Regions from separate parts of the Mus musculus genome. Here region 2 is linked to region 1. The links are chromatin contacts, called in public HiChIP or PLAC-seq maps. All regions are on one chromosome and are shown on one strand. The core of a region is the stretch at or near the end of the contact, and the rest is flanking DNA. Distances in the headings are between cores, read along the strand shown. Region 1 holds the start of Tuba1c (tubulin, alpha 1C). Region 2 holds the start of AU021063 (expressed sequence AU021063).

Region 1 (3,052 bases), core at 323-2,822:
GCCCAGGGTTTGATAGCCTCACCCATTTTTTTCTTGAAAACTGAACTAATACATTGTTAACCAGGTGAATAACCCTAGCTCTTGGGTAGTGGAGACAGAAGGATCTTGGTTTTAGTTGAAGGTCATGTTTGGCCACATAATGATTTCAAGACTGGCATGAGCATAAGACACTCAAAAACCAAAGTGCAAGCCAAGTGGTTTGCCTTTCATCTCAGCTCAGGTAGCAGAGGCAGGCAGAGCTCTGAGTTCCAGACCATCCTGGTCTACAGGGTGAGTTCTATTACAGCCAGAGCTACAAAGAAACCCTTTATCGAAGGAAGGAAGGAAGGAAGGAAGGAAGGAAGGAAGGAAGGAAGGAAGGAGAGAGAGAGAGGGGGGGGAGAGGGGAAGGGAGAGAAAAAAACCCGCTGTTGGTAGTTTACTCTAGCTTTAAATTGAAAAAAAAATTTTTTACGGACATTTTTTCTTAACTGGGCTAAATATAAATATGCCGTTGAAGTAACACTAAAAACTAGGCTGGCTTAGGGGATCTGACGCCAATTATTCCCTCCTACGGAGGAGCTCGCCTTCTCAGGTGCACAGCTGCAGCTGGAAGGGCCGGGGACTGGCCACAGGTGACTCAGCAGCGAGTCACAGGGCGTGGAGACGGTGCCCGGAAGTATTTGCTCAGTCCTGTCCAGAGCGCACGAGGTCCTCTGGGCTATCCCAGCTGGGAGAGCGACATCATTTGAGGAAAATGGAGACCTTTGAGTTTCTCCAAACTCTCGTGATCATTGTGAAAGTTCCCTGCCTTTCCGGGAGCGACCGGCGGCCGAGACGGGATGCTCTCCCAGGAGGATCGAGACAGAGGATCGGGACGAGCCCTCCAGCCCAAAGCGACACTAGTTTAGTGGACTAGGCTCTCACACCCCAAACGCCAGAAGCCAGTCTAACTGGAGGCGGCCGTCGTGGGGCTATTGCAGGTATCGTCTCCCGGGCAGCCCTCAGCTCCCGCGGTCCCTTCAGACGACCTCGCCGCTACCCCAAAGCCATACTCACCATATTTAGTCCTTGAAGTGGTCCGCGAAAACTGAGGAAGTGAAAAAGGGTGACGAAGATCTCCCACTAACAGACTACCAAGGAGTCCGGGGGAGAAGCTGTGTAAGGTCCGCCTCCAGGACAGGGCTTATATACCCTGGCCGGGCCACGCGTCGGGAGGGCGGACACCGGACCCCGCCCCGGGCCGCAGCGAAGCCGATGATTGGCGGGTTCGAAAGTTCAAATCAAACTCCGTAGAAGGAGCTGGAAGTGGGAAGGGGAGGAGACACCCAGGGTCCACGCCAGGGCCAGGTGGGGCGGGGAAGAAGGTGGGGAAGGCGATTGGAAGTTGGAGGACAGCGAGATCTTTGTGGAGCTCTGGCCGGAAGAAAGTCCCAGGTAGAGAGGGGGGCGGCCTGGCTCAGCCACCGGGGACTCACAGCTGATCGCCGCCGCACTTGTGGCTCGGTCGCCCCACCCAGGCCTTGGAGCCCGGAAGAGTGAGCCAGAGAGGTGACCCGGGGCTGCCGGCAGGGTGGTGACTGCGACAGCTTCAGGGGGCCAAGATGGAAACGCCCAGTCAACTTGACGGCACAGTGGGAGGGGTGGAGCTGAAGTTAGCTCAAGCCAAAGCCGGTTACAACATCACCAGGGTTGCAGCCCCTGAAGGCAATCTTTCCTAACCTAGGTCTCAGTTGCCTCCAATGGGTCCTAAGCACCTTACTCTTTACTCCCGCCTTCTAGAAGGCTAGCCCTCTCCTCCTTCCTCCCTTCTCCCCACCCTTCCCCCAAGTCCTGAGGATATTTGCCAGAGCATCCCGAGCGCCCTTTTATTTTCGAAGGCAGAGTCTGCCTCAGCTCCTCTTTAAGCAAACATTCCGAGTCTTAAGAGCCTTAAGAGGCACAAAATTATTCGGCCCATTATGAGAGGAACTCGTAACTCCCCCCCGCCCCCCAAGATGGGTCCCCGCTGCAGTGCTCAAGCTAAACCCAGGCGATCCACACTAATTCCTTTCTCTGCGTCTGTGGGATGCAGAGTTCACTCTGTAGTACCACATTCTCTCTGGCCCAAGAGCCCGGGGGCTCCTCTCCTCATTTTACAGTCAAGAGGAGAGGAGAGTTCGGGAAACAAAGCAGGCAAGTGTCTCCACCGCGGGAGACGTTGGACTTCCCTGCCCCACTGCCCTGCACTAGACAGACTTGTCTGAACAACTCCGCAAAGCAGATTTCTCAGAAGTGCCATTCAGTCCTGCTGAGGAGATAGACAGATCCCTGGGAAAGTTTAAGGAACTGGAGTGGTGTGCTTGCTTGTCCTCTTCATACTAAGGAGAGAGAGACAGGAAGAGCCTGGAGCTCACAGGCCAGCTGCTCTTGCAGTATCAGAGTTCAGTGAGGAACCTTGTCTCAAAAAAAAAAAAAAAAAAAAAAAAAAAAAAGGTGGAGAGTCATAGAGGAAGACGGAACATATTGACCTCTGGCCTATGCACGTACACAGAATCTCTCTCTCTCTCTCTCTCTCTCTCTCTCTCTCTCACACACACACACACACACACACACACACACACACACACAAATTAAAAAGCCGCCCTTATTTGAATGTGATGATGCATACCTGTATTTCAGCAGGCAGGGGACAAGACTGGCAAATTTGATCCAGGCTACTTTGTTTCAAATAGAAAAGACTAGAATGCCAGGGATGGCTGTGAAAAGTGGTACAATACAGGCAGACAAGATGGCTCAGTGGTAAGGTCATTTGCCACCAAGCCCGAGGAACTTGGGAGTTTGACTCCCAGGACCTATCCAGTGTAAGGAGAGAACCAACTGTAACTGATTAAATTATCTAATCTTTATACCAATAAAGTACCAGAGGCTTAAACTATGGTAAAGACCTGCTAGCTCAGCAAGGCAACTTTCTTTTCTTTTCTTTTTTTTCTTAACTACATACAAAATATCTATTTACAAGCCTGATTCCACAACTAAACTGCTAGCTCTTTAGAAATTTCTTTCTGGGGCTGGAGAGATGGCTCAGTGGTTA
Region 2 (3,207 bases), core at 208-2,707, 2.2 Mb before region 1:
CAAGTGGCCATCGGTTGAGGGGCCAAGGGAGAGTCAGTGGAGAAACATGGGACTCTTATTGAGAGCATTAACACAGATGGACCCCTGGACCGTCTGTTGCCTGACAGACGGCATCTGTAGTGGGGGAGGGGGTGGGGAGTTACGAAGGTAGAAGACAGAAAAGTTTGTATTGCGTTCATTCTAGTTCTTATCCACGAAAGGACCCTCCCCCCACACACCCCCAACGAGATCCTGTGCCACCTATGAAGGTGCCACCTGCCTACTCTGGAGGATTAGTGAATGCGTATCTAACAGCCCTGTTGACAGAAGTCCTTTGTGCTGATTAGAGGTAAACACCTCTTCCCCCACAACCCCAGTTTGTGCAGGTCCGATTGCCTCTTGCCTCCAGGTGAGAAGCCACCACAGGGAGCTGAAGTTCTCACCTAAGCAAGAAGGTGCTAGAAAACCCAGAGCAAGTGTGAGCCCAGAAAAGGCAATTTCTCTAAGTCCTTGGCATGATTTTCTCAAATCTTAGGATTTCAGAGCTGGAAGAGGCCTCATGTTCTGGAAAAGACGTGTGTGGTCCAAGCCCTCCTGCCTGAGACAGCAGTCAGAGAGGGAAAGACTGCCCCGGAATGGATTTAGGAACCCAGGACTCTTGACAAAGACTGCTAATTCAGCAGCTGGCAGCTGGGGAGCGGACTGCCTGATTCCTCTGCGGTTCCACAGTTTCTCCAGGGAGGATTGGAGAGTCCTGGGTGCCTCCCTGTGGGATGGTGGCACCCTCTGCTGGTCGTGAGCCTTGTGGTGGAACTATCTCCAGACTCAAAGCCGTCTGGTGCTCGGCGCCACCTGGAAACCTTGCCATATTTTGGGATCCCATACAGCATTTGTTCCTCCAGGAGGATCTGTAGTGAGCTGGTAACTGAGTTCACACTGAGGAAGTTGTGAGGAGGGAGATGCTGCCGGTTAAAAGTACTCCACAGCACGGCTCCAGAGCTCAGCCTTCTCTGCCCCACCTCCTCTTATGCCACGCCCCTTGCCTAGCATCTGTTCCCCTCCTCCAATTAGCCTTACCCAGGCCTCCTGCCTCTCCAGAATGTCCCTTACCTCCTCATGCCTCTTAGCAAATCCCCTGTGGATCTGCTCCTGAGAAATCTATACTTCGTCTGCAACTTATGTCGAAGCAGGTGTCTTGTTCCCAGGGAGTTCATGTTTCCCAGTTCTTTGGCTCCAGCTGCTCCATCCTAAGATGGGGTTTAAGGGTGGGGGGAGGGGAGACCTGGGTAGCATGGGATTAGTAGAGGCTGTCTAACGGACAAAGCCCCTTCTCACTTCTTTAAGGACAACCCCTTGCCAAGTCTCCCACCAATCCACAATTCCCTGTGACCCCACAGACCTGCTTAAGTTCTGGGGAACCCTCGGAAAGTTGGAGCACTAGAGCTGCGAAAGTTCAGACGCTGTAGAGTCCCAGTGAGTCAGTTACTTCAGGGCACAGAACTAGCAAGGATGAATAAATAGCTCTATGGATGCCGCCTCTGCTTCTGTGTGGGAGGGGGGAGGGGAGGGGATGGGGAGGGGAGTTAGCAGCAAGAGAGGGCCTGGGGCTCAGCTGGCTCTCTGGTACACCAGGAATGATGGGCTGGGCCTCAGCTGCATGACATCACTGCTTGCAGGAGGTATAGAACAGCCGGTGGGCAGCTGGCTGGGCAGGGAATGCTTGTTTTCTTAATGACTCCTATTGCCTAACAGCGTTCTCGCGGTACAGTGTTGTGTTGGTGCTGGGGCCCTGCTGCGGGAGAGTTCTAGCAGGTCTGATCCAGTACAGTTCAGAGATCTGACTCCCAGGAGGTCTGTAGGTAGGAGCCAGGTAGATAGGACAGTTTGTGTTGGATATGGGTGTCTCCTGGTCTAGTCCCATCCAGAGGCCAAGCATCTGCCTCTCGAATGGCCAGGTTGGAGTGACAGAAGGAAGGGACACTCAGTCTGGTTTTCCTCAGAGCAGCAACACGTCACTCATGAGACATGGAATACATATTTCCTCACCTCTCACTTTAGCAGGAGAAATGCAGAAGATGGAAGCTCTTAGGGCAGGAACTCCACAGACCTCTTCCCTGTTGGCAAATGAACACCTGCTCAGCGTCTAATCCCTGGCTTTTTGGGTGGTGGTGGTGGGCAGCATTGTGTATCAGGCTACCCAAACCCCAAAATGCTCATGCTAGAACAACCCCCCACCCCCGCCCCTGGCCATGGCTCTCTCTGCCACTGACTTCAGACAGAAGTCAGCATCCCCTTTCTGCATGGCTGTCTGATCGTGCCTGAACCTGTCTCCTGCCCCACTGGCTGTGTCTCTCCTCACAGTTCTAATGGTCTGCTACCACAGAAAGTGCCTCCCTACAGACAAGCAGGGCCACATCACGCCCCTGCTTACAATCAGCTGTAGTGTGGAAGCCGGTGTCCCACAGACTCAGCCCTCACTGTGATACTAAGTGGTGGAGGGTTTAGGAGGATTGGTGATTCATTCAGTCAGGAGGGCTCTGTCCTTGTGAATGGAACAAGCACTGTGCTGGGCAGTTTTGTGTCAACTTGACACAGACTGGACTTATCTGAAAAAAAGGGAGTGTCTGTTGAGAAAATGCCTCCAAGCCTGGTGGTGGTGGCAGTGTGTGACTTTAGTCCCTGCACTCAGGAGGCAGAGGCAGGTGGATCTCTGAGTTTAAGGCCGGCTCTACAGAGCATGTTCCAGGATAACCAGAGCTACACAGAGAAACCCTGTCTCAAAAAACAAGCAAGCAAGCAAACAATCAAACAATGCCCCCATAGGATCTGGCCATAGGGCGTTTTCTTAATTATTGAATGATGGGGGAGGGTCCAGCCCTTTGTGGGTGGTGCTATCCTTGGGCTGGTGATTCTGGGTTCTATAAGAGAGCAGGCTGAGCAAGCCAGGAGCAATCCATTAAGCAGCACCCTCCATGACCTCTGCATCAGCTCATGACTCCAGGTTCCTGCCCTGTTTGTGTCCCTGTCCTGACTTCCTTCGAAAATGACCAGCGCTGAGGAAGTGTAAGACAAGTTAACCCTTTCCTCCCCACCATGCTTTGGTCATGGTGTCTCATCACAGCCATAGAAACTCTAAGACAAGTACTCTTATAAAAGAGTCTCCCGGGAGCCTGTTTCCCTTCCTGCCAGAACGGGAAAAGCACCATCTTCCAGGACCAAGCTCTCTGT

The links. HiChIP or PLAC-seq counts read pairs in DNA pulled down with a chosen protein or histone mark.
Region 2: an H3K27ac HiChIP or PLAC-seq map of embryonic stem cells shows a contact between it and region 1, with 9 times the contacts expected there. The contact joins the promoter of AU021063 here to the promoter of Tuba1c in region 1.

Annotation. Positions count from the first base shown.
Region 1 is chr15:99,028,411-99,031,462 of GRCm38.p6, reverse strand. Tuba1c (tubulin, alpha 1C) reads right to left here and starts at 1,572. Exons shown (of 4, transcript NM_009448.4): 1 at 1,039-1,572. The coding sequence starts at 1,041.
Region 2 is chr15:101,219,497-101,222,703 of GRCm38.p6, reverse strand. It overlaps AU021063 (expressed sequence AU021063), which reads right to left and starts at 1,457. Exons shown (of 3, transcript NR_045996.1): 1 at 1,379-1,457; 2 at 1,090-1,226; 3 at 549-915. It overlaps A330009N23Rik (RIKEN cDNA A330009N23 gene), which reads left to right. Exons shown (of 3, transcript NR_045328.1): 3 at 515-1,513.